Regions from separate parts of the Sus scrofa genome. Here region 2 is linked to region 1. Evidence: chromatin contacts called from public Hi-C data. All regions are on one chromosome and are shown on one strand. Each heading gives the region's core, a stretch centred on a gene start, on an enhancer-like site or on the middle of the called end of the contact. The rest is flanking DNA. Distances are from core to core; before and after follow the strand shown. Region 1 holds the start of TPGS1 (tubulin polyglutamylase complex subunit 1). Region 2 overlaps PRSS57 (serine protease 57).

Region 1 (4,301 bases), core at 679-3,178:
GAAGCCAGATGATATCTGTGATGATGCATGTTCAATCCCTAGCCCCACTCAGTGGGTAAAGGATCTGGCGTTGCCATGAGCTACATCGCAGGTTGCAGATGCAACTTGAATCTGGAATTACTGTGGCTGTGGCGTAGGTTGGCAGCTGCTACTCTAATTCGACCCCTAGCCTAGGAACTTCCATATGCTGTGGCTGTGGCCCTAAAAATTAAAATAAAATAAAATAAGGGCCTTTGGATAGTCCAGCGATTTTTGTACATTTCTAAAGACATTCTAAATGGTGAAGTCCTTTGTAAAATGTTAGGGGACTCGGTGAATGTGGGAGCCCTTAGCAGACTCTGCTAAGCTGCTCCCCAAACCTGCAGGGGTGTAAGGGCTCCCTTTGTATCTTGCCCCAGGCTCCCTGCCAGCATCTGCAGCCCTATGGACGGGTAGCTTGGTGCTGGGGCTGCTTCTCCTGGTGTTCCTCATCTACCGCCTGTGGAAACGCTGCCGGCCCACCAGCTGATGACCAGGCCTACGCTCCTCTGGGCCTCCGGCGCCACCTGGACCACAAAGAGGAGGACTCTTTCCACTCAGTTGCAACGAGAGGACATTGACAGGGTTATGGACAGCAGAGGGGCTGACCATGCACCCTTTACCTTGATGGCAGCACATCCAGGCTTCCCAGCTGGCTGGGCTTCCCCTCAGTGAGGCCCCTGGGGAGCCACCCCAACAGTGCAGAGCTGGAGAATAAAGAGCATCTGGCCTAACTTTGGCAGTGGTTCCTGTGGTAGAACAGACATTGGAATCCTCTACACAGCTCCAGGCATCCTCTGCTCTGGGTGACTCCCCAGAGAGACAAGGAAGGACAGACACCCCAGCCCCACCTGGCCAGGGCTCGGGGAGAGGTGTGCACTCTGCCTGCCTGCTGCCCTTCCCTGGGGGGGAAACGGGACACTGACGCTAAAAGAATAATTAGGAGTCCTCAAAAGAAGCGGAGAAGAGAGAGTGCCCTGGTGGCTCAGCGGGTTAAAGACCCTGTGTTGTCACCACTGTGGCACAGGTTTGATTCCTGAACTGGGAATTTCCGTGTGGCCAAAAAAAAAAAAAGCAGCAGCAGCGGAGATTTGTTGGGGATGGCATGGGCAAAGACAGACAGAGGTGACTTGTTAAGGGAAATAGCATCTCTTTGCGAATGGCTGTGGGCTAAGGTGGCGGGAAAGGCAAGACAGAGGGGCTGGATATGAGATTGGCAGGACTGTAGATGCCAGGGACTTCAGCCTGCTATAACTGGGCGCTCTGAGAGAGTTGAGAGTTATAGAGGATGCAGGCGACAAAGATCCCTCTGGTGGGAAGGAAAGGTAATAGCCAGGGGCGAATAATTGGGAACCGTGAGTACTCCACTCACTCAGCAGGCGCGTACCGGGGACTAAGGGCAGAGGGAGCGCAGAGTGGACCCCGAACACAGTCTGGTGCATAGAGGGAGCTTTTCCCCACGAAGTGCTACACAGTCAGACGTAGACTGAATTAGGCTGAGCACAAACGCTGAGTTGAAAATCAGAAAAGGGAGGGGGACATTACTTAGTCCTGGAGGTGGGGTGGAGCCATACCGCCTATGCTCAGCAGGGCGTCTTTGGTAACCAAGGAGACCGGTTGCCAGGGCACCGTGCTAATGAAGGGCTCGCCCACTACCAAGATGGCAAGCAATCCAGCTTCACACCAGAAACCAAGCCCTTCCTAGGGATCCATTTTGGAGTCTGGCAAAATTTAAGTTCCTGGCCCAAGCCAGGAAAACCAGCCAGCACACGTAAAGAGGAAACCTGAGAGAGAATGCCAGTTAGAACCTAGGAGAAAGAGTGGCCTGCGGTGGTGATTTCCCAGTATCCCAGCGGGATCCGGGTGCTCTCTGCCCTTAACCAAGATGGCCGGCCCGAGTCGCTAGCGTACTGTGAAATATGGCGGCGCTTCCGGCCCTGTCGCCCTCAGCGAAGATGGCGGCAGTGGAGAAGCGGCGGCCGGCGATGACCCAGGCGGCCAGTATCACGGACAGCGGCCGGCCAGGGGTCTCCCGAGCAGCTGTGACGGCCGAGAGTGAGGAGGACTTTCTGCGGCAGGTCGGCGTGACGGAGATGCTGCGCGCGGCCCTGCTGAAGGTGCTGGAGGCGCGACCCGAGGAGCCCATTGCCTTCCTTGCACACTATTTCGAGAACATGGGCCTGCGCTCGCCTGCAAACGGCGGCGCCGGGGAGCCCCCGGGCCAGCTCCTGCTGCAGCAGCAGCGCCTGGGCCGCGCGCTATGGCATCTTCGCCTGGCTCACCACTCCCAGAGGTGCGGGGCTGGGCCGGGCCCGGGCGGGTAGGGGATGCGGCCGGACCTCAACTCCCAGCGTGCTCCGTGCTGCTCGCTCCCCGCCTCGGCGCCGGCGATATAGCGTGGGGCTTGCTGGGAACTGTGGTCCGTTGCCCCTGGCGCGGGGTGGGCGCGCACTGCTGTCAGCTGGAGGTTCCCGGCTCGGCCACCGAGATGAGGGCCAGTGCTGCGAGCTCTGGTCGACTTTGTCTTTTGTGATGCCTTTTTGCAGGTGCTGAGCTTCCCTTTGCAGCCCTAGGGCAAGGCCTCCTGCGGGCAGGAGGGGTGTCCGGGAAGGGGCCTGCATGACGCACAGGGAAAGGCCAGCAGGCGCACTGGCCTGGAGGCTGTAGGGCTGCAGTGTGGGGGTCCACAGGGGAAGGGAAGGCCGTGGAACTTTCGCATGGCGGTGTGGAGGGGATGGTGCCTGCCGCCCACCCCCACCCCCAGCTCTGAGCCCATAGAAGGGGATTGAGAAACACCCGTTGAATGTGTGAGCCATACCACGTGGATGGAGAGAACCAGCATCAACCAGACAAGGTTGCTGCTGGATGTAGGTGGGCTGGGACTTAGATTGGGGGTTCCCCAGAAGCAGAGCCTGAGGCGAGCATTCACATGGGGATCACGTTATAAGAAGGTGCTCTCAGAGAACTCAGGAAGGGGAGGAAGCCAGGCAGGGGAGAGTTTCAGCCTAATCCCCCAGCCCCCCTATCTGGAGGCAGCTCCTAAGAAGGGGAGCACAGAGAGGCTTGGAGGAAGCCTGGGTGTGGGGAGGGGTATGGAGAGCAGGCACCCATGCAGAGTGCCTGTCTGTGCCACAGGGGGAAGGGGGGAGTGTCCAAGGTGACAGCCAGAAAAGGGGGTGGCCAGAGATAGGGACCTGGCAGGGAGCAAGCTGGTGAGCGTCCAGAGCTCAGGGCACATGCTCTGAAGGTCGAGTTGCTGCTTTTGCTGGGGCCGAGGTGGCAGGAGTTGTGCAGGGAACAGGAACAGGAACAGGTCCCTGAGATGGGAGGTCACACTGGTTCTGAGGGGAGCTGAGTAGGGGGCTGGGAAAATCTTGCAGCAGAAAGGTGGGCAGTCAGGTCTGCAACGGAGACGTGACAGGGGCAGGAGGTTGTCACTTGGGAGGGGTTATGAAGGCCTCGGGGGAGCTGGGAAGAGCCCAGGATCCAACTCTGAGGGGCCACAGCCTCAGCAAACCCACAGCAAAGCATGAGAAGGCCGACCAGACATGGAGGAGGGAACCAGAGGAGAGGGGCAGCCCAGGACAACTTCCAGGAGGAAGAGTCAGTAGCAGGGTCGTGTACAGTTTTTTAGGTCAGGTACTGCACAAGCCACCCACCCCATAGACATCACAGGCGGGGACTTTTGTGTGAAGCCTTCTGGCAGAGCTTCTAATTCACACAAAGGCACCTTGTGAGCTGTCGGCAGCCCTGGGTCCAGTGGCTCTGTAGATGAGGGTTGAGAAGTGTCCTGGGTTTTGAACAAAGGGAGCTGTTTGAGTTTTCCAGGGCTGCTGGAACCACTTATCACAAACTTGGTAACTTAAAACAATAGAAATTGCAGCTTACCATTGTGGTGCAATGGGATCCACGGCATCTCTGGAGCACTGGGACGCAGGTTCCATCCCCAGCCTGGCACCATAGGTTATAGATCCAGTGTTGCTGCAGCTGCAGCATAGGTCACAACTGCAGGTTAGATCTGATCCCTGACCAGGAAAATCTGAAATCAAGGTGTGGCAGACTCTGGTCTCTCTGGTGACTCCAGGGGAGGGTCCTTCTTGCCTCTTGCAGATTCTGGGGGCTCCAAGCATCCTTGGCCTCTGGCTGCATCACCCCAGCCTCTGCCTCATCTTCCGTGGTTTCTTCTCTGTGTCTCTGTCTCTCTCTCACAAGGACACTTGGCACTGGATTTCAGGCTGTCTCACTTCATCTCCAGATCCTGAACTAATTATACCTGCGGAGAC
Region 2 (4,397 bases), core at 1,628-4,127, 120 kb after region 1:
TCCAGCTCTGGGTGTTTGACTGGTTGGGCAGGATGCCAGGCCTGGGCCGGGGGCCTGGATGGAGGGGGGAGAGCTTCCCGAGATGGGTGGGGGTTGGCAGTGGAGCAGTGTGGGGGCTGGAGCATAGAGGGAAAGGATCTCAAAACAATCTGGAGCCAGAGTGGGGACACCTGGGCAGTTCTCCGCTCCTCCTTCACAGATTGGGGGCAGATCACCCGCCACCCCAGTCACTGAGTACCAACTGTATGTATCCCCATGGCCAGGAGCTGGGTGGAAGGTCGAGGCCTGAGTGTTGGGAGGGACACTGGAGGGCACCTTTGGCCTGGTAGGAACTGCCCCCTTGTCTGCAGGTGGGGTTTGCTGGCTCCAGCAGGGCCGAGAGGCCACCTGCAGCCTTGTGCTGAAGACGGACGTGAGCCGGGCTGAGTGTTGTGCATCTGGCAACATTGACACTGCCTGGTCCAACTTTACCCACCCGGGGAACAAGATCAGCCTCCTGGGCTTCCTGGGCCTCGTCCATTGCCTCCCCTGCAAAGGTGAGACCCTGGGCACCCGCCACAGGCCAGGGTTACTGTAGTCAAACGCGGGACAGCTACGAGTGAGCTCCCCGTCTCAGGAGGTAGACAGAGCTTGAGGCTGCTGGCAGGAGGGATTGTGGAGGGGATCCCAAGCTCAGAGGAGTTGGGGGCCTTCAGGTTCCCAGGCCTCAGCTTCCTGCAGTTGGGGATTCAAGAAGCTCCAAGGACTCCCCAGTTTCCTTTCCAGCCTCTAGGTCCTCACTCACCTGCCTGGGTGGCCTTTCCCACCAGCACTCCACCTAGTGGAAGTACTCACACCTAACTACTAGAAAGTGGATTTTTCCCCAACTGGCCATTTGGGTTTGTGACCCCACACTCTGTTCCCAAACACTTATCTGCCCTTAACTCCACAGATTCCAGGTCTGTGGTTAGGGCCACAGCTGCATGTTTAACAAGCATTTGCCTTCTAGACCATGTTCTGTGACATGCTGCCTCCTCCATCAGAGAGAGTTCTTTGAAGGCAGAATGAATGACCAAGTCAAGACATATTCTCTGACCTGGAGAAGGGCTTGGGAACCTTCCCAGCTCCCTGTGCAAGGCTAAGCCTTCAAGGACCCAGAGGCACATGGGGAATGAATTTAAGGAAGTGGGCTCTAGAGCCAGGGTTTTAGGGGATGATTAGGAGTTTGCCAGCTGGAAAAAGTATGGAGAACATCAGCAGAGACCCTGTCCTGGGATCAGATCCTGATGGGTGGGGTCAGGAGCAGGGAGGAGGCTAGAGCTGAGGGCTGTAGACCTGCAGGCCAAGCTGAGGATCCTGGCTGGCCGCTGGGATGTGATTAATCCCAGATCAGCCAGGCTGGGTGGTCCTGAACTCAACTGCCATGTGCCCTGGTTGCCTCCAGAAGCCCTCAGACTTCAGAAAGTGCCTGACGGGGGAGTGAGATGGTCCAGGACACCCTGCCCCCCCCCAAATCTGGTCTAGGAGACAGGAATTCAGCCCCGCCACTTCCGTTTTGGCCTGAGTGAAGGGAGCGTTTCCAGATGTGTGTGTGGGCGGGCAGTGTGGGAGGCTCCCAGGTGCGGCCCACATGCCCTGGCAGGGGGACATAGGGAGGGCGCAGGCTGGTCTCTCCGGAGCATCCATCATTTTATGTTCACCCAATAAGGTGGGTTTCCCCATTAGCCCCATTTTACACACAGGGAACTGAGGCTGAAATGCAAACTCGAGCTCAGAGACGGCCCTCCAGACCCACAAGTCACAGGACTGGGGGTCCATCGGGTCTGGTCTGGGGTTCTCATGCCGAGGTGTACTGGCTCTCCCCACTCACAGTTGTGATGGGGCGTCAGTGTCCCCCTTTTGTAAAACGATGAGAAAAAGGCACCACCTCGCGGGGGCAGTTGGGAGGCAAGAAATAGCCTTTTGTGGGGCCTGAGTTGGGGCGGGGACCCGAGAAAAAGGCTTGTTTCTGTACCTGAGAAACGGGACTGCGGGGGCGGTAACCCCTAGTTCAGAGGGCTCGGGTTGTGGCAAAGCCCCCGCCCCCAGGAAATGAGCCTCAGATCAGGTCGACGCCCCGCCCTCCCCGACGCCTCCTCCAGGGAGGTCCTGGCAGGCACAAGGAACAGACACTACCCGTCCTCCCCAGACCCGCGCCTGGACGGGGTGGAGTCCCCGAGCCCCCCCGCCCCCCTCCCCGGGCTGACGCAGCCGGCCCCCCGCCGGCCTTCCCAGAAACGCGCGTAAATCAGGGAACAGACGTCAGCTCTAGCGGATGGCCCAGCTGCGGAGCGAGAGCCGGACCGGGGATGGAAGCGGGTTCCCGGACCCCCAAATTCCGAACCGAGACGCACCCCCTCCTGCCCACACTGAGCCCCGCCTCCCAACAGACCCCTCCCCCACCCCGCCCCAGGAGCAGCCCCGAATCCGGGTCCAACCGGGCTGTGGCTGAATCTCGCCCTAATGGTCCCTCCCCCAGTCCCCTCTCTCGTGCGCCCCGACTCTGGACTGCCCCTGACTCCGGCATAGCCTCTTATCGCTCAGAACAGGCGGCGGGGGCACGGGACCTCCGGCCTCGGCCACGTGCCCCAGCCCACGCGCGCGTGTCCTGTGTCCACAGATTCGTGCGAAGGGGTGGAGTGCGGCCCTGGCAAGGCCTGCCGCATGCTAGGGGGCCGCCCGCGCTGCGAGTGCGCGCCCGACTGCGCAGGGCTCCAGGCGCGTCTGCAGGTCTGCGGCTCCGACGGCGCCACCTACCGCGACGAATGCGAGCTGCTCGCCGCGCGCTGCCGCGGCCACCCGGACCTGCGCGTCATGTACCGGGGCCGCTGCCGCAGTACGTCGGGGCGGGGCCTGCGGGAGGGGCGGGGCCACAGAGCCTGAGCAACCTGTAAGAGGCTGCTGCAGCAGCACGTCGGGGCGGGGTCTTGTGGGGGCGGGGCGTGAAGCCCGCTCACCCAGACCGAGTGGGCTGTACCGGGGCCGCTACTGCTGCGCGTGAGGGCGGGGTCTAAAGTCCAGGCTACCCAAAGGGCGTTGTCTCGCTAATTGGGGCGGGGCTGGTGGTGGGCGGAGCCTAGGGGGCCTGTTTTGCTCCAACAGAAGTGTCACTAGATTAGGTCTTTTGTGCGGTCGGGAATGAGGGAGAATTGGGTTCAGGTTTGGAAAGGGGGTTCTGGGTTTCATCCAGGGTGAGAGATATGGGTGTGTGTGACTCAGGAGCTTGTTGGCGCAGAGGGAGTGGGGGCGGGATTGAGAGTGGATCTTGAGTGTATGGGCGGGTCTCCTGGAAGGCCAGTGGCTTCCGGCCCGACTAGAGGGGCGGGTCTGAGGGTGGGACCCTATTGCTGGACCCTATTGCTCGCTCCGGGGAGGGGCCTGGGGCTCTGTTGGGTCAAGAGGAATGTACCTGACCTGCCCCGGCTCCTCACCTGTAGAATCGTGCGCTCACGTGGTGTGCCTGAGGCCGCAATCGTGCGTCGTGGACCAGACGGGCAGCGCGCACTGCGTGGTGTGTCGCGCGGCACCCTGCCCCGCACCCTCCAGCCCTGGCCAGGAGCTCTGTGGCAACAACAACGTCACCTACATGTCCTCATGCCACCTCCGCCAGGCCACCTGCTTCCTGGGCCGCTCCATCGGCGTGCGTCACCCGGGCAGCTGTACAGGTGCGGCGCGGGGCGGGGAGCAGCGGCGGGGTCTAGCCCCCAGCCCCTCTCCGCTCTCCTATTTCTCTCTTTGTACCTCCCACTCTACAGGCACCCCTGAGCTGTTAGATGCTGAGTCGGAGGAGGAGGAAGAGAACTTTGTGTGAGCCTGTGGGGCCGGCCTGGGCCTGGTGTTCAAGGTCTCCCCATTTTATTTATTGCCACAGCAGAGTCTAATTTATGTCTGACGGACACTCCCCAGAGCCTGGACTGGTACCATTTTGGGAGCCCTGGTGCTCCCCCTACGATATCTTGGCAGGATTTGGGGAAGGAGGCCTGGGGGCCTGGCTGGTGGGTGGATGGCACTGCACCTGCACCCCAGGCACCATACTGCCCAGGAGGACCCCACTGCTTCTGCTCCTTGGGGGTAACTGTTAATTATCATGGCCCCTGAGAGGGCTGGGGATTTTCTGCCAGCAAGTAATGAAGAGACACCCTGCCTTCTCAAACAGGAGCCAGGAGGTGAGAGGGATCCAAGGCCTGGGTTTGTCCAGATGAACACCATGTCCTGTGGTGCCCAACCCACCTAGGCTTGCTCACTGGCTCAGGGTGGGGTGCAGATGCCAAGACCCGCTGCACATCTGGCATCCTGGAGCTCTGCATCCATGGGTCACCCCTTGGTGTGAGTGCCTGCTGCCCTGTCCACAGGTGGGGTCCACACCTGGGACCCTTCAG

What was found. Hi-C and Micro-C count contacts between places; a contact is called where the count stands out from the background.
Region 2: a contact with region 1 is called in a Hi-C map of skeletal muscle, with 4 times the contacts expected there. The contact joins the enhancer-like site here to the promoter of TPGS1 in region 1. A contact is called at or near these places in 3 of 47 Hi-C or Micro-C datasets (heart right ventricle, liver and skeletal muscle) and 1 of 2 datasets of contacts at active chromatin or transcription factors (skeletal muscle).

Annotation. Positions count from the first base shown.
Region 1 is chr2:77,781,061-77,785,361 of Sscrofa11.1, reverse strand. It overlaps TPGS1 (tubulin polyglutamylase complex subunit 1), which reads left to right and starts at 1,928. Exons shown (of 2, transcript XM_021084307.1): 1 at 1,928-2,311. The coding sequence starts at 1,938. It overlaps MADCAM1 (mucosal vascular addressin cell adhesion molecule 1), which reads left to right. Exons shown (of 5, transcript NM_001037998.1): 5 at 399-752. The coding sequence ends at 508.
Region 2 is chr2:77,657,016-77,661,412 of Sscrofa11.1, reverse strand. PRSS57 (serine protease 57) reads right to left here. Exons shown (of 5, transcript XM_021084295.1): 5 at 3,786-4,397. FSTL3 (follistatin-related protein 3) reads left to right here. Exons shown (of 5, transcript XM_021084296.1): 2 at 351-536; 3 at 2,639-2,854; 4 at 3,456-3,683; 5 at 3,774-4,397. The coding sequence ends at 3,829. Among named protein-coding and RNA genes, the nearest start is that of FSTL3, 3.4 kb to the left of the region's middle. Within about 2 kb of position 2,877, at least 74 of the 83 cell types and tissues checked have an H3K27ac peak or open chromatin away from gene starts, as enhancers often do. A contact at or near this core is called in liver and skeletal muscle, where this site is marked.